Regions from separate parts of the Mus musculus genome. Here regions 1, 2, 4, 5, 6 and 7 are each linked to region 3. Evidence: chromatin contacts called from public promoter capture Hi-C data. All regions are on one chromosome and are shown on one strand. The core of a region is the stretch at or near the end of the contact, and the rest is flanking DNA. Distances in the headings are between cores, read along the strand shown.

Region 1 (2,700 bases), core at 141-2,640, 1.3 Mb before region 3:
TGGACCTGAAACTGACCCCTAATTTCTGGGCTTTGGAGCTAAGTTGGGTTCTGAGAGTTTCCAGTTATTCTTCTCATCTTTTGACACTCACTCTCCTAATCTGTCTTCATCATCCAGCATTTAGTCAAGAAATATTGGTTGGGTTCTAGTCAGTATCATGCATTGCACTAGGTATCAGTCACTAGCCTTGTCTTCCAGGGAAAGACAGACATGGGGATGGACAATGACAGACAGTGACAATCCCTGGATGTCATGCCGCAGTAGAGGGTAATTCAGGGTTCTATACTCCAGAGTATCTGAGCACGTATGCTTCCTGACTCTTAATATCTTTGGACCATGTCTAGCATTAGCTTACAATAAGATTTTAGGTTAATTTTTTTCTCTGGCTTTAGATTTTTCTCTTTAACAAGGCAGCTGGGCTTAATGATCCACTAAACCTCATACCATAATACTCTTGATGATTCTGTGTGCATGTTGCTGGGCATAGTACTGTGCATCATCATATTCTCCATATTTCCCAAGAAAGCAGAGACTTCTACAGTGCTCTGATACCCATAAGACAGAAGAGAGCCTTGACGTTGACACACACACACACAGAAGTTCTAGTACTTCCTATAGTGATTCAGAAAGTTCTGGACATGGTCAGAGTTGCCCTGGGCACAATACCTGCCTTCTCGCCTAGGGATAGTAGAGGCTTCTTCCTGTGGGCTCTTTGCTAGGACCTGGAATCTCAGTGATGATTAAGACCAGACACAGTTCCTAGCCTCATGGAGTTGGATGGCAGGTATTAATAAAACGGTCACATAAAGGCATGTGTAATTACATTCTGAGATAAGTGTTTGAGAATAAGAAACACGGTCCTAGGAGAGTAGGTATAATGAAGATTGAAAAATGGGCTAAGCAGCATGAGATCATCACAGAGAGTTATTTTATCACAATGTTGGGTACAGAAGCCATCTGGGAGTGGGCTGAGGGCACAAGGTGGAGGTAAGGATGTAGAGGTGGCCCTAAAAAGGTTGGAAAGAACCTCTAAGGTCTTTCATGACAGGTACTTTAAGAAAGGTTATAAAGGGGTCGCCAGAACCCTCAGAATAATCTTGAGACATAGGATGGTCAGGAGACAAATGGAAATCCAGAGCGATGCTGTGTCTTGAATCAAGAGAACCAGAGTGGCACTGAAGCTCCCAGATTCGCCACCATACTCGATCTCTCAAAGGCTGGCTTCTTACGATGAGATAGCCTGAGTGAGTGAGAATTGCTTTTAATATGTTTACGATCTCTTTAGTTCTCTCTGAAGCATTTTAAGATTCAGGACCACGGTCAGCACCCACACAGCCTTTCAAGCCGCTGATGTAAGCCAGAACCTTCGCTGGTGACATCAGCACCGCCCTTGTAAGTTAGTTTTCTTAAATATCAACCGACCAAACATCTGCTGAGTATCAGGTGCTATAAAATGTCCTGGAGAAACAGAACTGGTACCTTCAGGACTGCCCAGTCTTGGAGCAGACATGGGTACAGAGCTGTGCACATAAGAATATAGGGGAACTGGACTCTTAAAAAAGCAGAGAGAGGCTGAGGGAGATTTCTGAGGCCTGGGATGAATTTGAAAAGGGCATATGGCCATGGGGTTCCACTGAAGGTTTTAATCAGGGATGTGTCAAGGTCATGTGAGCATTTTAGAAGTGTAAGATGTGAGAACAGAGAGGGGGTGTGAAAGAAGAGACAGGGAATGAATGACTCAGGAGACAGAGTAAGCCAGGATCGTTCCTGAGCACAGCTGAAAGATGCAGCCGAGCTTTAGTCTTGTTTGGAGGAGGAGCAGATGGAAGTACTCTGAGGTTTATGTTTCCTTTCTACACGGCTGACATTCACTACCCTGTCCTGCTGAAGCTGACATTGTGAGGGCATGGTGCTGTTGGTGGATGGGAGAACAGGAAATACAGGAAGGATGGAGGAGGGGAATCTGATTTGTTGACAGTCACTAGGCATCAGCACCATTCTAAGTGCTTTCCATGGTGTCTCGCTTAATTCTTCCAGCGACATGGGAAGCCATCATGTCTCCAGTTTTCATAAAGAGAAAATGAGAATCAGAGAGGTTAATTAACCCAACTCTGCTGAGCTCCACAACCCCCCCCCCCATTCCTTCATCATCTGTATGTTCTGATGGAGGATGCAGTTTTGAGATTCAGCTGACAAAAGGGCTGAACAATGGTTCTATTCAGCCTCTTGTTCACATAGGAGGAAATATTACATTAAGCATCATTTTCTTAGCTCTTAAATCTCCGATACTGAGAAGGAGTCGATCAGAGGCTAGCCCCTGCTAGGATGGACAGGTTTTTCTTATTCCTTCCTCCTCTCTGGCATTTCTTCTTGCATCCTGTGTTTGAGGATAAGAAGATAAGTAGATTCATAATGGCGTCAGTCACCTGCTTGACAACCTGAGGCCCCTTGGCCTCCAAGTTTTGGAGTCTGTGTCATTCTCTCTGGGTGATTTTTGTGGCAGCTGTGGCAGTGTCTGCCGCAGAGCCTGAGGAAGCTTTATGGAGATGGTCACACTCCAGTACCCAGCCTACTTGTTGGAACTTTCCAGAAATATTGCACTGCAGACATTTTCCACGCCGTTATGCTAATGGAATCAGGAAAAATCAATTGTCCTTAAGGAACAGGGGAATGAGACGTGCTGTAAATGCCACGGGATGA
Region 2 (2,700 bases), core at 157-2,656, 1.4 Mb before region 3:
TGGCTGAAGGAGGGTGACGTGGTCAGAGAAGGGGCCGGGGGCAGAGGGACGAGGCCAAGAGAGCCGAGGCGCGAGCCGAGCTGGGCGACGCGTGCTGCGCCAACAGAGGAGGAGCCCGGAGCTCGAGGCAGGTAGGGGAGGGCCGGCAGCCGAGCAGGGGAGGCGACCGGGTCGGTGGCCCCCGAGGGCGAGGCCCAGGCCCTGCCGGGCCTTGGGCATTGAGTGCTTGAGGGTCTGGGGGAAGAGGCCTCGGAGCACACGGTGCTCTGGGATTCCCAGACCCGGACCCCAGGAGCGGCTCCCGGCTCTGGCGGGGACCCGGGCTGCGTGGCGGGGAGTGGAGGCCGCGGCGGAAGCCAGGAGCAGGGCCTGCTGGGCCTTCTGCGGCTGCGGCGCAGGTGAGACTCTCGGGTCCCTTCAGGGTCAGTTTTGGAGGCGACTTCCTGGCCTCCTTTGAGGCCTGCTGGATTGTGCAAGTCCCAGAACCCTGGTCTGAGACCAACACTCTGGAACCTGCGCACAAGCGGGGTCCCAAGAGGTCCCAGGATGAGGAGGGCGTGTCTGAGGACTCAGTTCCTAAACTGGGAGGGGTGGGGGTTGGGTAAGAGGCATTGAGCAAAAGGACTCTGGCTCCTGCAAAGTCTAACTTTTCTGAAGATGTGCTTTCCTCTGACTACTCCAGACTAAAAGTCTAACCCCCAAGCCACAGGTTTCACCCTATCCCCGCCCTACCTTTTGCTGGAGATTTTTTTCCTAAGCAGCGCTGTCCCTCTCGGTGGACCTCAGTCCGGGTCGCCTTGTCAGCTGTTTCTGGACGTTTTTCTTGTTATTCAACTAATCTTTGAGCTAGGGTGGCCAGTCCAAAGAAAGTTTCTTCCGATGGCTTTTCTCTCTTCTCAGCTCTCCTACACTCAGTTCTGTGGAATAGAACTAACCCTTTAGAGGCTCAGACCACAGTATTTGCAGAATTCTTTTGGCTGTGATCCCAGGGCCATAAGCCGAACTTTGCCTCCAAGTTTTGTCTTCTAGTTCTTACCCTACTTCTAACAGGAAAAAATTCTTCAGTTCCTTTTTGCTCGAATTCCTCTGCTTCCACATTGAAAGCTACAATTAAGACCCCAGCCCAACCTGTTCACCTCCTCACCCCGCCTGCACATTTCTCTCCTCTTCACCTGTCCACCAAACGGGATCATTTTGCTCCTTTTTTTTTTTTTTTCTTGCTTTGCCTTTGACATCCGCTTGTTGGTCCCAAGTTTTCTCTGTAATCTGAGTCCCTTTCAGGCAAATATTTCTCTTTTCTCGACTCACCCCAATTAACCTAAGCTTTGGGCATAATATTTTCTTTCCAAATCCTCTTTACATTCAACTGCACCAATGACTTCCAAACGTTGTCTTGTTTTTTTCCCCTTGGCGGAACTACTGATTCAAACGAAATCTTACACGTGTAGTCAGATATAAGAGGTCAGTGGTGGGGGTGGGGGCGTACTTGTTTACAGGGAGCTTCCAGTTCGTTTCCCCAGCAGTTTGACAGCCACAAGTTTAGTTAAACTTGTACAACCAAAGTTTCCCAAAATGGGTTTCTGCAGGCCGTGCTTAAGCCTAGTGACTGTATTACCCTGACTCAGGTATCCCCACTTTCCCCACGCTAGGTCCAGCCATGGAGCTGCGCTCGGAGCTGCCCAGCGTGCCCGGTGCGGCGACAGCAGCAGCGACAGCGACGGGACCACCCGTGGCATCGGTGGCGTCGGTGGCTGCGGCGGCAGCTGCCGCAGCATCGCTACCAGTGAGCGTGGCCGGAGGCTTGCTGCGGGCGCCGCCGCTGCTGTTGAGGGCAGCGGAGAAGTACCCGCGGACCCCCAAGTGCGCGCGCTGCCGCAACCACGGAGTGGTGTCCGCGCTCAAGGGCCACAAGCGCTACTGCCGCTGGAAGGACTGCCTGTGCGCCAAGTGTACGCTCATCGCCGAGCGCCAGCGCGTCATGGCGGCTCAGGTGGCCTTGCGCAGGCAGCAGGCGCAGGAGGAGAACGAGGCGCGCGAGTTGCAATTGCTGTACGGCACTGCCGAGGGCCTGGCGCTGGCCGCCGCCAACGGCATCATCCCCCCGCGGCCTGCCTACGAAGTCTTTGGCTCGGTTTGCGCCACCGACGGCGGGGGTCCTGGAGCTGGAGCGCCCGCGGGGAGTGCAGGGGGCGCAGGGGGCGCAGGTGAGAGCACGGTCACACTGGGGGTGGGGTGGGGTCTGGAAGGAGGAGCCCAGGGGACACAGGGCTGGTGCGCGAGGCCTAGTGGCTTGTTCCTTCCCTGACAAAGTGCAGCTCCCTTCCCTAGATGCTCCAACTACTTAACTGTGGCTCTCCACCCACTCATAAACTCTCTGCCCTGCCTGCAGTTTTTATACTTTCTTCCTCGCCCTCACCCCAGGCCCCAAGGCAACACTTTAGCCTTACTCTTGTTAGGGGGCAGGTCCTTAGTTACTGCCCAACTCATTTAGCTGGGCCTTCTCCCCTGGCAGCCCGGAAGCCGCCCATCTGTTCTGCTCTGAGCTTCTTACAGGCCACCACTCTCTTTTCTTCCCAACTCTTCTGAAAAGACCCTGGCAATCCTTCTAATCCGCACTACTTCCCTAAGTACTGGAGACGCCCTCTTTCGTTTCTCAGCAAGATTCCTTTCCTCCAGTTCCTAAGGCATTTCTGACAAAAC
Region 3 (2,700 bases), core at 41-2,540:
AGAGAAAACAAAATCTCTCACCTATGCAAGAAACTCAGAATCATAATAAACATTTCAGTGCACTTGTTTTGTTACAGGTTAAATTTATTTAAATGAGTTTTTAAAAACATAGCATTTCGTTAAATCTACCACCTCCTTTATGCATGCCTTTATGAGAATACTTTTCTCACTATAACCTCATTATTAAGCTTTCTTAATGCTCTCAGACTAGAATGAAAGATTACAAGTAGCAGAAAAAATGGGTTATTCAGACAGTAATTTAATATTGACATAGGATCCAACTGAGATTCAAGTTCTAATACTTTAGTAAATACTACAAGGTCCTAGGTATCTATTCTTTCTATAGACCACCAAGCCTACAATATAACATGGAGTGTGTGCTCAGAAAAATATTAGTTACTTGAATAAAAGAATAAGTGGAAGAATGGATGTATGTGAAATTCTGTTTATCCTTCCCCCAAAATTCACCAATCTCTCTCTGACAAATACCCTGGTATTGAGCTAGACAATTGGAATATAAATAGCTCAGTTTCCCTGTAAGCATACAATACAGAACAAGTACAACTCTCAGCCTTCTTTCTCTGGAAGGTGTGGTTTGTCTGCAGGAACCAACCTTTCCAGGTTCTCATCTGTGATTTTGGAAACAGAGAAGGGACTGCTGTTCTGCCCAGTTTGGCTCCTGAACTCAACTGACTCCAGAAAGTCCGGCCTCTGCTCTGGCTCCCTAGAGCCCTCCATCCTTGTTTCATTCCAACTGTTCCAGCCCAGAATCAACAAGTAGTGGAGGCGATTCCTCAATGGAGAAAGACCACAGGGAAGAGGGGTGCCGCTGCTCCCTTAGGATAAAAACAGCCCTGGTCTAACCCTCTGGTATCCCAGCAGCTGGTTCAACTGGAAACCTCAGATTACTCTAGTTCTGGCCAAAAACTGGTTTGGCAGCTCTAGGGGAATGTTTCTGGCTCACTGACCCTCACAGCAGGTGCTGGCAATTTTGCAAAAGAAAGAGAAAAGGGGGAAATGGGTTTGGAGGGTGGACTGAAGGAACGGAGGCGCTTAGCTAAATTCGAAACACTAAACTATTGAATCCGCCCGAAAGCGACTTTTAGCAGCGCTCCTCCTATCCTCTAACGCTACTATCATATATGCTCTTTCCCCACCTTACTGCAATCGCACTCCGGCTGTGATTGCTCGGGTCTGACTTCGCAAGTGGCGGTGTGCTTCAAAACCCCCTCATCCGCCCCTCGCCCGGCTCTCTCCACTCCCCTCCCTTTTCCGCGCCCAGGCGAGAGCAGCCGATTGGCAGAGCGGGGCTTTCAGGAACAATAACAGTGGGGGGAGCCGGGGCCCCGGGGAGCCTCCCCGCCCCCGGCCCGGCTGCGGCTCACGCCCCTCTAGGGGTCCCCACCTCCGCACCGCCCCACGGGCTGACCGGCGCCCGGGCCCGCCCCCGGCGCCCACCATGTACGCCTTTGTGCGGTTCCTGGAGGACAACGTCTGCTACGCGCTGCCCGTGTCGTGCGTGCGCGACTTCAGTCCCCGCTCGCGACTGGATTTTGACAACCAGAAGGTGTACGCGGTGTACCGGGGCCCGGAGGAGCTGGGCGCCGAGCCCGAGAGTCCCCCGCGTGCCCCTCGGGACTGGGGCGCGCTGTTGCTCCACAAGGCCCAGATCCTGGCGCTGGCAGGTGAGCGAGCGGGCCGGGAGGGGCGTTGGGACCGGGCGGACCTGGGGCTGGTTCCGGGAGAGGCCGGGCGGCTGGGGCCAGGGAGCCACCGCTTGCTCTTGCCTCCCGTTCCGACTCCTTGGGCTTTCTTTTGGGTACCAGGTGTCTCTAAGAGGCCAAACCAGTTAAAAAGACCTGAGGGTCCCCTTTGTCTTCCTTGCTTCTCTGACACTCCTGCGCCTTGCTGTCAGTCAGCTTTCTCTACTCTGCTCTCTTCTTTCTGACTCTTTTGTATTCCCCTTGGCTCTTCATTTTCTGCTTCTCTAGCTGCCTACTCTAGCTGTCATCTCTCCCATCTCTCACCTTCACCTCTCTCAGTTACTTCCCTCTGTGTTGCTTTCCATCTTAAGTTTCGAAAACTGTACCTCCCTCTCTCCCTTTAAGGCCCTTGGCGTCTCCTTGGAGCAAGAAGCAGTGTTAGGTCCTTTTGATGGGGGCCCTTTTTCACAGAAGGAATCTCTGACACTGTTCCATCTGGGCCATCATTAGGACAAGGAGACCAAACCTCAGTGTACTGCCCAAGGGGCACAGGTGAGGAGGTGAAGGGCCTTAGGTAGCCTCATCTCCACCCCACTTTATGCATCTCCCAGAAGGCTCCTTGAGAGAAAGATGGTACAAACAGTTTCTAGTTCAGGTGAGGGCCTGACCTCCTAACTCTGATCACACCTGGGGGTGGGGAAGAGGGAAAGGAGACAGGCTGACAGGCAGGCAGGTGGTCTCTTGGTTAATGGGTAAAGATAGATTCAGTTTGTTAACAGGACAAGCCTTTCGGCCTCCTGTACTATGCTGTATCACGCTGAGACATAGGTTCCTCTTCAAGCAGAAACATTTGGCCTTCTTTCTGATCCACTTGTAGAAGGCTTGGGTGCACACCAAGTGGGGAAAAGGAAGTTACCACTTCAAGGCTGGAGAGCAGAGATGTAGCTGCTGCTGGTAAGAGTGCTGCCTTTGATTGAGTAGGCAGAGACTGTCACCT
Region 4 (2,830 bases), core at 238-2,737, 1.1 Mb before region 3:
AAATAGATTTGAAAAATCACTGTAAACCAGAGTTAGAAATGTAATTAACACCTATTTATGAAGAATAATTAAAGTTGGGCTAGTCACAAAGAACAGCAAAGATAATCGAGGTCCTGTCCCCCCTCCTCCCTTTTTACACTGTTTGCAGTGTGTTCTCATGATAGCCACCTGCTCCCTGCTCGGCTTTGCCTCTGTTCGTTTCCCCGGCAACCTTTCATTGGGTTTTCCTCCCAGCTATCGCTTTCAGTTGGGCTGCTCGGTCTAATCTTATTTGTTTTACACCCATCAAAACAAGCAGCCAGACAAAGGCAATCCTCTAAGAATGGGAAAAAGACCATAGCTTTGTTATAACATCTATGCAGAGTGAAAAGTCCTCCTTGGGCTTCTCTGATTTTTTAAAAAAAAAAATGAATTTATACCTTTCCCCACTACCCAGTCCCCAATCCCCTGAAATATATTGCTGGTGAAAATTCAAAGTCAAAGTGGGCACTCATGGCATCAATTCGTGCCATTTTGTGCCATATCTTTAGGGTCAACACCAGGAGACAGGAACAACACTCAAGGAGTTTCCCTGTTTCTTTTTCCAGAAAAAGACGATGCTAAAAATAGATTTACTACTTCGGCAGAAAGGTTTTCCACTTCCCTATCCACATCTCAAAGTCCTGTTTCACAATTGCATCTGCTGGTACTGAATCTCACCTCCTCCACCCCTCATTCCCTGCCTTCCCCATCACTCCTAGCACGAAGACTGAAAAAGAAATGTGCCTTTAACTTTAACAGTCGTGTAATTCGGCTGAAGGCTCACAGAGGCGGTGGACACGCCAGCCAACAGTGACGGTGACATTGTGATTGTCAAAAAAAGACACCAACCTTGCTTGCCTAAAATGTGTTTGATGGAAGGAAGAGACAGTATATGCCTTGTGTGCATGCAATGCCATTATACTTAGAGGCAGATTCTGAATTTCAGAAAAAGAAATACTAATACACACATGCACACACACGCATACCAGAATAGTGATTTACGATGCAGTCCACCATCCTTACACACACACACACACACACACACACACACACACACACACACACACGGCTGGAACCTCCAAGCTGCCTTCTTTTCACTTACCATCTTCAAGCCATTCCACTCCATCTGTGATCAGAAGATGGACCCTCACACAGTGTGTCAAAAGCAGAAAGGAGCGTTATGTAAAAGCTGACATTCCCTTCTTACAGAGCTGCTGCCCAGAGAAGGAAGCAACAACTCAACACGCCAGGCACCGCTACACATACAAGCCGCCTCCTCTTTTTATGAGGTCATGACAGGAAACTCTTTGAAATACAAGATGCAGCGTTTACTGAAGCCCAAATAAATCACTCTCTTTGCCGTTTTGACTGCGCAGTCCCCAGAAACACAACTGCCCATCTCAACGTTCAGCATCCAGGAGCTGCCTCTCGAGGTTTACATTTCCACCAGCACAGAAATGGAGAGATTCCTAACCCTGCTGCATCCACCCAATGCCCCACAAAACCCAGGCATGTAGACAAGCCTCTTCTCTCTTACAAAAAGAAACCCCCTTCCACCCCCTCAGATGGTCTCAAGTAATAGAATCTCTTTCAACAAACCAGCAATTATTTCAGCCCATCCCCACCCTCGGCTTTTATGTGGAAGGGAAAACTGACAACGACCTGTTAAAAATGACAATCTCTCTCCCCACTGCTTTTCAAAAAAAGGACCTACCCGCACGCTACACAAAAGATATAGTAAATGAAGGAACAAGAGAGCAGCAGAGAACTAAACTCTCGTGCAAGCATTAAGACTGGCCAAGGTGTAGACGCTTGTCTTCCCTCTAGCAACACGAACAACAGATTACATATCTAGGCATACCTACCATAACCATTCTTATTGGCAAATATTGGGTCTCGCAGCGCTTCGACTCTTCTCTTAAAATTTGCAAAGGTTTCAGAATATACTTAAAAATGACTACTATTGTTTTATATATATATATATTAAAGATCCACAGACCACAGTGTGGATGATTGTAAAGTAAATCTATTATTGGGAGGGGGTGGGGTGGGAAAGAAAGGGGGAAAAAAAAGAGAGGAAGAAAAGGCGCAGTGAGCTGAAACCCCCGATTCTAGGATGTAGATAAGAACAACTGAACAGAGCCTTGCTGAAATTGGCTCGAAGCTTCCCCTTTTTACATCCATTTATGGGACCATCTGTCAGCTGAAGCCAGACTCTGATTGGCTGGGGAAACGAAGGGAGGCGTTGCAACATCAGGTGCTATTTAAATTAGCTACTGCCAGATTGACGATGTTAATGATCTGGTGACCTCTACAACAACAGAGACCAGATTTCTGAACTGCTTCTTGTGTCTGGTAATTAAAGCCCGGCTGAAGCAACAACAGCCATGCTTGTATTTTTTACCTTTTACCTTCTTCCAGCTCAAAAAGTCCTGTCACAACTGCAGGTCATTGGAGGACTGCAAGCCTTCGCAGTGGGAGTGTCCTTCCTTTCTGGGTCCTGGGGGATACAGGAGCCCATCCCTCCGATAGAGGGCTTTTTCTGTGGAGAGTATTTTCAACCACCTTATCTTTCTTGACAGTTGCTTTCTAGCGAAATGCATATTTAATGATCTGCCTCTAGGCTTAAAGATACAACAAAAGCACTTTAATGTGCTAATAATTCTACATTTTAACTTTATTATTTCCCAGTATCGCTGGTTTTCTGTAAGTAGTGCTGCTTTTTTTTTTTTTTTTTTTTTTTTACAGCTAACATGACCAACATTTCAAAAGCATTCAAGTTTGGGATTAAGCTTGTTGAGTGAATTGG
Region 5 (2,745 bases), core at 173-2,672, 2.0 Mb before region 3:
TCTCAAGTAAATAAACATAAATAATAGGCAAGGAAAATACATAATCCAGGGTCTCAGTGCCCAGCCCACTCTATGATGACCTCACTTAAGTCTCCCAAGGTGGATATACAAACAGAATGACAAGAGGTTAGTCATCCTCTGATTCCTTTAGATTCTTCTTTTCCCTCTATTCTACCAAATATTTTTGCTCTTTACTTGTATTTCTGTATTTAGTGTGTTTGAAGTCTAAGAACAATGTGGTTGGTACTTTCTTTCCACTATGTAGGTCTGGGGGATTGAACTCAGGTCCTCTCATCTGGCATACCAATTACTTGCAGAGCCATCTTATGCTCCCAGCTCCCCCCCCACACTTTTTTTTTTTTTTTTTTTTTTACAGCAGAGACTTGACATGTAAGCCCATGTTGTCATTTTGCTTTAGCTTCCCAAGCACTGGATTAAAAACTGTCTTATCAAACCATCATTTACCATTGATAGGAAACAGATTTGTTATACAAATCCAAATTGAGGTAATATGGAACTCATAACCTGAGAAGCAAATATATTTCAAAACAATATTTTCCTTAATAATTTGTTTAGTTTCCCATCTGCTTGGGTGGAAGGGTACTGAAAAGTATTTGCCCTAAGGAAATAATTTTAAACTAAAATCTTCCTTGAGAAAAACACAACATTATAGAAAACACAATATACAATGAACAGAAAACAATATGATAGATAATGAGTTAGATATTCACCCCTCAGTTTTGGCCCACTAATAAAGTTCTAAAATATTCTGATTTTTACTATATAACATGTATTCTGCTGGAAATCAAACCCATAGTTGTATACATGCTAGGCCAAACTATATTCCTAGTTCCTTGTTATATATTTAAAAAAGCATCTATATAAAATGGCAAATGTTGTCAATTATACTTTGGGCCCTAATCTTAACATAAGCCAGGAAAGAAACAAATGAAAATGTAAAATGTGCCTTTAATCCTAGCATTTGGGAAGCAGAGGCCAGTCTGGTCTACAGTGAATTCCAGGGCAGCCAAGCCTACATACAGCCTTGTCTCAACTCCTGCCCCACGCACATCCCAAAAGTAAATGTGTCTTCATTACGCTGGATTCAATACCAGCATGGTAAAATACACCTGTAACACCAGCAATTCAGGTGAAGGCAGGAGAATCACAGGTTCAAAATCATCCTTGGCTACACAGCAAGCCTAAGGACAATTGAGTACAAGGAGACCCTGCTCTTTAAAGCTGTTTATTCAAGTTAGGGAATATGATACAATTTCCGAAACTAAAACAATGCAGTGTGGGACATGCCTAAATAATATCCAAGGCTGGAAATAGTACAAGTCTGGCTTGTGGTGAAGGAAAAATAAAGTCACTACTAAAGAATGCAGCCTGTCACCAACAGCTGTATATTTTCAGCCAGTAGGAAATAAGAGCTCACTCTTTACAGCCTTAACATGCGGCTGTTGGCCACACCCCCTCTCCAGTGGCAGTGTCTTACTGGGAATATTTTCTCTAAATTTTGCCAGACTTACAGTTAAGGCCATAAAAAGGAAGATTTGAACTAGCTGGTTTCAGTGTATGTTTTAGTTTAGATGATTCATTAATTTTAACCATAAAAGAGTGAGGGGAGAACCCCAACAAAACAAGACTGCATTTATATGTAGTCTCCAAATGACACATGGAGAACTAAATAAAAGCCTTACATGCCATCTATAATACCGAGACATACTACTTTATATTTAGATGGTATAACCCAGAGTGGCCTGCATGTCTGAAAAAGAGCACCCCACCTAGGGAGATAGACTGGTATTTTTTTTTTTTAAGGTTTGTTTTGTAGCTAAGGAATTCCTGATCCTTCTGCTCCTACATCTTGAGTTGCTGAGATTAGTCATGTGCTACCACATTCTGTAAGAATATAATTAGGGTCCAACACATCCTCACACCCAAGCTTCATTTAGGTTAAGCAAACAAGAACTCTAAACTGAACCATATCCTCAGCCTGCATTTTATTAATTCAGAGACCTAGAGAAATGGCTCATCAATTAAGATTCTGAGTACCCGCAGAGGATAGTTCCCAGTATCCATTTTTTTTTTGGGGGGTGGGGTGGGGGGGTGGGAGGAGACGGTCACAACTGCCTGCAACACTGGGAAATATGATGTTGACATCTGTAGGTCTCTGCACTCTTGTGAAATACCCCCACACAGACATATTTTTGTTTTTAAATTGTAGCCAGGTGTGGAGGTGTATACCTTTAATCCCAGCACTTGGGAGGCAGAGGCAGACAAATCTCTGAGTTTATGACCAGCCTGATCTATATAGTGTGTTCTAGAACAGAGGTACACAGTGAGATCCTATCTAGAATTAATTTTTCAGAGCTAGAGAGATGGTCCAACAGGTAAAGGAACTTGTCACTAAGCCTGTTAAACGCAGTGTGACTCTCCAGGAAACACATGGTAAAGGAGAGAGCTTACTTTAGAATGTTGTCTGTCCTCCCATCTTTACACAGAGGCCATAGGACACCTACTCCCAACCCTATCCCCAGTTCCCCCTCCACAAAAAATAAGGCAAATGCACTTCGGCATCTCCCCCCCTCCAAGCACACAAACACTATTTTGAAGGTTTCCATATTAATAGAACTATATAATCAGTCAATTTTACAGAATTTTGACCCCTTTAAAAGAAATCCTGTATTCATTACCTATATTTATAGATTTGCCTATTTTGAGCATTTTCTGTAGACAGAA
Region 6 (2,700 bases), core at 144-2,643, 1.3 Mb before region 3:
AGGGAACCCAGATGAGACTGTTCTAATAACTGAAAGTGACTGGGAAGTTATGGCCTCAGACTGAGTTTGTTTAGGCAGCCTGCTACCAGCAGGAAAAGGCGGGCTCAGCAGAGCACAGTTGGTAGCGGTTATTGGAAAAATAAAACTATTCCAGGTTTATAACCCAGCGAGCTGAAACTCCATATTAAATCAGCTTTACATTCATCTATTTAGCTACTATTTGCCAAGCCTCTAGTCTTTTTGCCAGACAATGCACTTGGCACAGGCAATTCCAAGGAGCTTACCCTGGTGGGAGACAGACAAGTTAAAAAAAGTAACTGTTAAGCATGACAACTGCTATGAGATAGGATGCCCAATGGGGCATAGAGGCAGGGGGGACCTAGTCATGTTGTGCATGCCAGGGGAGAGATTCTAGAGACTTCTGGTTCTTGAAGGAGTAGGGGGTTGCTAGGCAGCTGCATTAGGGAGGGCTGTCTGTGTATAAAGCACAGATACACGAAAGAATGGAGTGCACGAGACAGATGAGTAGTTTCAGCAGTGAATAAGGAGTTCTTATTTCCATCTTTCCACCTTTGCCCAGGTGGACTGGTTTCAGCAACTCAGTATAGCCGTGTTAGGTGTGCGCACGTTTTTTTCACAGAAGCTTATCTGATCGAAGGTGCACGATTCTAAGTGGCTTGGATAGTCCTGCAGATGGAGTCAGGTAGATAAGTGGCTTGGTCAAGTCAGCCTCTTGTCTTCAGCTTTTTCCATATATGTAAGAAAACCAGATGATTTGTAATCTTAGCTTGAAAATACTTTGGGTTTACAACTTGTCAGGCAAATGCAATGGACTCTATTTCAGGCGATTCAATCCCTGGTATTAGCTTTGCCATCTATTAAGTAAGTGACCCATCCTCTCCCTCCAGGCCTCAGTTTTTTCTATCTGTAAAATGCAGGAGCAACACATTAAATCTCCAAGGTGTCTTGCAGCTCCAGCCTCCTGGCTCTCTACAGTGAGTTCAGTTGACCTTGTCGTGGCCTAGTGTCCTCGCTCAGTGAAGCTTTACCTTCCTCAACATTCTTCAGACACATTTTCCAACTCTATGGGTTGGGGGAGGGAGATTTGGGCCAAGAGAGGGTATTTGAGAGAGGCCATGAATATTTATAACAGACGCTCCCACCAGAGGACACATTAAGTCTCGCAGCATAACAAAACTGAATTACCATGAAATAAACTTTCTTAATTAAACCAATTAAATTTCTTCCCAGTATGTAATTTAGAAACTCTGATAAACCCTGGTTGAAAAGGTTTGTTTTAGCCTTAAGCTGGCTGAGAAAGCAGGAACATCTGGTTGGTAGTGGAAAGGCCTGTTTAGGCTCCAGGCCAGAGGGACCTCACCACGGAGCTATCCATGGTTCTGAAATCGCCTTTGCCTTCGGGCCTCAATAAAGGCCTTGAGCAGGCCAGGGCCTCGCGGTACTTAGAAGATGTGCTTTTTGAGGACAGTGTCTTTGACTCTAGGCATTGTGGGCTTTTATACTTCCTTCACTTAACTGCAGCCACTCAGAAATTAACCCCATATCTTCCCCAACAAATTTACTTCTTCAATTCTATAAACCTATCTGGTCAGGATTTTGTATGTAGATACTGGGGTCACAGACAAGCAAGACAGAGTACATTCCTCAAAAGGTTTCTGGACTTCCAGTAGATGGCACATGAAAGTGAGTGGGCACACTGAAGTGTCACAGTGGTGCTGATGGAACCTGTGCAGGGCCCAGGGCACTTGCTAAGGAGAAGGTACCAGTGACAGAGCAGCATGCCTTAAATTCAAATTCAAGATTGGCTAACTATGCCATGGAAGGCCCTTTAATCCCAATACCTAGAAAGTCAGAGGCAGGAAAATATCTTTAATTTTGAAGCCAGAGTGGTCTAGTGAAAGTTTCAGACCAACCAGGCCTATGTAACGAGAACCTGTCTGAAAGAAGAATTCCTTTTAAATTAATTTACTTATTTGTATATGGCTAGACAGTATCATGTTGCACCTGTGGAGATCAGAAGGCAACTTGCAAGAGTAGATTTGCTCCTTCTGCATGACTCATGGATTCTGGGGATCAACCTCAGGCCATCAAGGTTGGCAGGAAGTGACTTTATCCACTGAGCTGTTTTACCCACTTGGAATTCTTTACCCAAGTTGTTTATACTGGAACACTGGAGAAAAGTAGAAGCAAAATCTGAATCTTAAGGGTTGAATATTGTCCTAGTTTGCTTCGTATTGGTTTGATAAAACACCTTGAACAAGAACAACTTGGAAAGGAAAGGGTTTATTTGGCTGACACATCCAAATTATAGTCTATCACCCAGGGAAGTCAGGAACTCAAGCAGAGAAAGGACCCATGGGGGAGTGGTTCTCTCTCTCTCTCTCTCTCTCTCTCTCTCTCTCTCTCTCTCTCTCTCTCCCAGGCAGGTCTTAGATTTACTTACCTTCCTGTCTCAGCCTCTTGAGCAGCTGCAATTACTGGCCTATGTTACCAGGCCTGATTTCTTGCTTTCTTTTTTTGGAATTGAATGATACTTCTATACACTGCACAGAAACTATATGAAATAAAGAAATAACTATACCATGAAGAAATATCTACCATAACATGGTAGATAGAAACTAAAACCACAGTTGCTTTCTTGGATGGGGATCAGCTAGTGGAAGTCAAGTTTGGTGTTAT
Region 7 (2,786 bases), core at 90-2,589, 1.7 Mb before region 3:
CGATTCAACAGAGATACATACACAGAAGCAGTTCTTGATTAATTACTATGGACGTGAGATGTAGGCAGAGCTGTCACGTACCTAAGCTTTACAGCTCTGTGAGGAAGATGTTGCGGAGACTTAAAGGACTAGGTCAGCTCAGACAACACCGCGAAAGAAAAAGTATTAGAGAGTAGAAAAGGTATTAACCCACCCTTGTTCACAGTGGTGATTTGAGGCAGAATTTCAGAGTCAGGTCCTTCGCAGAGCTCACTTTCCATCCGTCTAGCCGAAGGGGGTAGTCCAGAGTGCTGCTCGCTCGCTAGCAGAGCGCCGCGCTGGCTGGATGCTGACGTGCTCGGGAGGGTTAAAGACGATCGCTGAGGGCAGACCAGAGCAGCAGCTCTGAAGCCCTCAACTCTCAGGTCTCAACGACTCCCTAGCGGGCTCGGCGTCTTCAGAAGAGCCTCCGGAGCCCGCCCGCCGAGCTGCCGCAGCCCCGCCGAGCCTCAGAGGCCGTGGGAGCCGGGCAGGGCGCGGGTCTCCGGAGGCTGGTGGGTGTGCGGCAGACCCCCGCCAAGCCCGTCATGCCGGCCCCGCCGGGTCCCGGGACTCCCGGCAGCCTGAAGACGGTGCACGGCGAAGGGGGAAGCGTCTATGGGGCTCCAGCCGCTGGGGTAGCTCGCGGCAGCATCGCTCTTGCACCCGGCCAGCTCACCAGTAACTTCCCGCCTACGACCGAGCTAGCTCAGGCTCTTCACTGCAAGCGCTCGCTGAGGGGCGGCCGTCGCCTCTGCCGCTGTCGTTCCCTCCCTTTCAGATTTTCCCGGGGCGTCCGATGATGGGAAGGGTCTTTGGAAGTAGGAGCGGTCGCCACAGATCCCGGGCGCAGCCAGTCCCGCCAACTTCTTGGCGGCCGCCCAGCAGCTCGGGCGCTCGGTGCCACTTGGCCAGTTAGTTCTTGGCGGTCCTCCGGCCTGTGCCCCTATCAGTGCCGCGGACAGGACAGCGGCTGCCAGCCAGTTGGGTTCCGGAGCCGAGGCAGGCTGCGCCGGCCGGTCGCGAGCCGCAGCTGACAGTTTCTTTTGTAGTCCGACTCCCCCAAATCTCTGATCGCCGCTCCCTTCTCCGCTACAGACACTTGCGCGTCTTTCCTTTAGGATCTTTCCCTTCCCTCCCTCCTTTGCTTCTTTTTCCGCTGAAGCAACTGCTGCTACGGTTGCCTCTGAAGGTACTGTGCCGGTTTCTTATCCCTTTTTTCCGACCTCATCAGCTTTTTTTGAAAAGAAAAAAATTGAGCGCTTTTTGAGTTGAAAAACCCGCCCCCATTTTAACGGCAGAGTTTTAAGGAGGCTCCGCCGAGTTAGGGCGCCGCGGGAGCGGGAAGGCCGGGCCCCGCCCACGCCCCGCCCAACGCCCTGGCGGCGCAGTGGCCGGCAGCCCGCTCGCTCCGCCCTCGCGGCCCTGCGCCCTTCTCTGCCCGCGCTGGGCCTGGGTTCGCTGGCGCTCCCGCCTGCCCTCTCGCTTCGCTAGTCTCCCCTGCCGAAGCGGGGTGGGTTCGGCCCGGCCTGGCCTGCTGTTCTGGGGCTGGCTGGAGTGGGAGCCTCTACCGTGCGGGACCCCGGTGGTGGTAACTAAGGCCGCGGGTGCGGGCGGAGGCCCTTAGAGGCTCGGCGGCCCTGCAGCTGACGGGTAGGATCTCCTCTGCTGGAGCCGGGCAGCTCCACCCTCCTCGGCGCTCCCCGACCAGGCTCGCCGAGTTCGAGTGGCCTGGCCCGGGGCTGCTGGACTCCTTTGCTCTGCCACAGGCCTTGGCACCTGTCAGGTCATTGCCAGGGCTGCAGAGGCGACACAACTGACAGCACCACAGGGCAGAGAAGTCTTGTAGACCGAGTTTTATGAGAACTGAAAGCATATTACAAGAAATCCCGACGAACTTCAGGGTCTAGAAAATGTGAACTTCTAGTCTTGAGGGAAAAGGAGAAATGCAATTAACTTTAAACAAAGCTTACAGTGAGTTAGAAAGGTTTTCTAAAAAGGCTATGTCTTTATTGGGGGATTTCTTTCACTCACTACACCGAGGATTGGTTGTTTTTAGGTGGAGGTGAGGATGGTGGTCTAAGTGTAAAAGGACCAGTGCATCCATATATTTCATATTCATCAATTTTCTGTACTTTTCACGTCTTCTTGTAGGCATATGAGATTATTGCCTTCTATACTTTTATGCTTTTAAAAAAACACCAGCATGGTTGCATTCAGTGGTCAAAATGAAACCAAACCCCCCCTCCGCCTCCCCTCCCCCCCAAATATTGGTCTAATTAGAACCAGCCACTGCACATATATCCTCAAGTAACATCTGTAACCCAGTTCCTTGGAGTAAAGTGAAAGTATTCAAACAAGCCAGAGACATCTGGATAGTCATTTAGCAACAGGTTGGCTGTTAGGGAAAATTGGAACTACAAGAATTTGGCAGTGTTTCTTTAAGTTGTTAAGAAAAAGATTAGAGCTAATTTTTGAGGTATCGAAAGCTGAATATTGTGAATCAGGTAACAACAAAGGGGATGAACTTCTTTAAAAATCATTTTAACAGAATATTTAGGATTCCATGTATACTGTATTCCATGTATACATTCTGGGAACTCTGAGTTTTTAGTTATCTGGAAGCTATGATAGGAGATTGGCACTGTTAAAGTGATAACTAGCACTAATACAAATTTACAAACACTGCTTTCTGGAAATTAATGGTGTCTTGCTTGGAGAAAATATGGTAACGAGGAAGAATAAAATTGTGGGCATTCTGTATAAAA

Evidence for each region. Promoter capture Hi-C pulls out the DNA fragments that hold promoters and counts their contacts. Capture Hi-C pulls out chosen DNA fragments and counts their contacts.
Region 1: a contact with region 3 is called in a promoter capture Hi-C map of second pharyngeal arch cranial neural crest, with 6 times the contacts expected there. The contact joins the enhancer-like site here to the promoter of Bend5 in region 3. A contact is called at or near these places in 9 of 39 promoter capture datasets (the 3T3-L1 cell line, the C10 cell line, the HPC-7 cell line and 6 more) and 7 of 115 datasets of contacts at active chromatin or transcription factors (differentiating embryonic stem cells, embryonic forebrain, embryonic hindbrain and 4 more).
Region 2: a promoter capture Hi-C map of embryonic stem cells shows a contact between it and region 3, with 6 times the contacts expected there. The contact joins the promoter of Dmrta2os here to the promoter of Bend5 in region 3. A contact is called at or near these places in 13 of 39 promoter capture datasets (the C10 cell line, cranial neural crest, embryonic stem cells and 6 more), 2 of 484 Hi-C or Micro-C datasets (both in embryonic stem cells), 7 of 115 datasets of contacts at active chromatin or transcription factors (astrocytes, embryonic forebrain, embryonic limb bud and 3 more) and 1 of 9 other capture datasets (embryonic stem cells).
Region 4: a contact with region 3 is called in a promoter capture Hi-C map of pancreatic islet. The contact joins the promoter of Elavl4 here to the promoter of Bend5 in region 3. A contact is called at or near these places in 13 of 39 promoter capture datasets (the 3T3-L1 cell line, 3T3-L1-derived adipocytes, the C10 cell line and 8 more), 3 of 484 Hi-C or Micro-C datasets (bone marrow-derived macrophages and cortical neurons), 12 of 115 datasets of contacts at active chromatin or transcription factors (SST interneurons, astrocytes, differentiating embryonic stem cells and 8 more) and 1 of 9 other capture datasets (pancreatic islet).
Region 5: a contact with region 3 is called in a promoter capture Hi-C map of embryonic stem cells, with 3 times the contacts expected there. The contact joins the enhancer-like site here to the promoter of Bend5 in region 3. A contact is called at or near these places in 6 of 39 promoter capture datasets (cranial neural crest, embryonic stem cells, frontonasal cranial neural crest and 2 more) and 1 of 115 datasets of contacts at active chromatin or transcription factors (kidney).
Region 6: a contact with region 3 is called in a promoter capture Hi-C map of second pharyngeal arch cranial neural crest. The contact joins the enhancer-like site here to the promoter of Bend5 in region 3. A contact is called at or near these places in 12 of 39 promoter capture datasets (the 3T3-L1 cell line, 3T3-L1-derived adipocytes, cranial neural crest and 7 more) and 3 of 115 datasets of contacts at active chromatin or transcription factors (embryonic forebrain, embryonic stem cells and stem cell-derived neural progenitor cells).
Region 7: a contact with region 3 is called in a promoter capture Hi-C map of second pharyngeal arch cranial neural crest. The contact joins the promoter of Cdkn2c here to the promoter of Bend5 in region 3. A contact is called at or near these places in 9 of 39 promoter capture datasets (the C10 cell line, cranial neural crest, embryonic stem cells and 5 more) and 2 of 115 datasets of contacts at active chromatin or transcription factors (astrocytes and embryonic stem cells).

Annotation. Positions count from the first base shown.
Region 1 is chr4:110,118,286-110,120,985 of GRCm38.p6, forward strand. No RefSeq gene overlaps it. Among named protein-coding and RNA genes, the nearest start is that of Gm33070, 33 kb to the right of the region's middle. Within about 2 kb of position 1,391, at least 24 of the 459 cell types and tissues checked have an H3K27ac peak or open chromatin away from gene starts, as enhancers often do. A contact at or near this core is called in second pharyngeal arch cranial neural crest, where this site is marked.
Region 2 is chr4:109,978,206-109,980,905 of GRCm38.p6, forward strand. It overlaps Dmrta2os (a long non-coding RNA gene), which reads right to left and starts at 1,407. Exons shown (of 4, transcript XR_868017.3): 1 at 733-1,407; 2 at 1-581. It overlaps Dmrta2 (doublesex and mab-3 related transcription factor like family A2), which reads left to right. Exons shown (of 3, transcript NM_172296.2): 1 at 1-131; 2 at 1,650-2,204. The coding sequence starts at 1,658.
Region 3 is chr4:111,413,716-111,416,415 of GRCm38.p6, forward strand. Bend5 (BEN domain containing 5) reads left to right here and starts at 1,291. Exons shown (of 6, transcript NM_026279.3): 1 at 1,291-1,685. The coding sequence starts at 1,460. All of the region lies in intron 6 of Agbl4 (ATP/GTP binding protein-like 4), which reads left to right.
Region 4 is chr4:110,285,347-110,288,176 of GRCm38.p6, forward strand. Elavl4 (ELAV like RNA binding protein 4) reads right to left here and starts at 1,488. Exons shown (of 7, transcript NM_010488.4): 1 at 1,124-1,488. The coding sequence starts at 1,147.
Region 5 is chr4:109,459,224-109,461,968 of GRCm38.p6, forward strand. The region is part of intron 1 of Rnf11 (ring finger protein 11); the gene reads right to left. Among named protein-coding and RNA genes, the nearest start is that of Rnf11, 16 kb to the right of the region's middle. Within about 2 kb of position 1,423, at least 98 of the 459 cell types and tissues checked have an H3K27ac peak or open chromatin away from gene starts, as enhancers often do.
Region 6 is chr4:110,086,653-110,089,352 of GRCm38.p6, forward strand. No RefSeq gene overlaps it. Among named protein-coding and RNA genes, the nearest start is that of Gm33070, 65 kb to the right of the region's middle. Within about 2 kb of position 1,394, at least 29 of the 459 cell types and tissues checked have an H3K27ac peak or open chromatin away from gene starts, as enhancers often do. A contact at or near this core is called in second pharyngeal arch cranial neural crest, where this site is marked.
Region 7 is chr4:109,665,417-109,668,202 of GRCm38.p6, forward strand. It overlaps Cdkn2c (cyclin dependent kinase inhibitor 2C), which reads right to left and starts at 1,340. Exons shown (of 3, transcript NM_001301368.1): 1 at 194-1,340.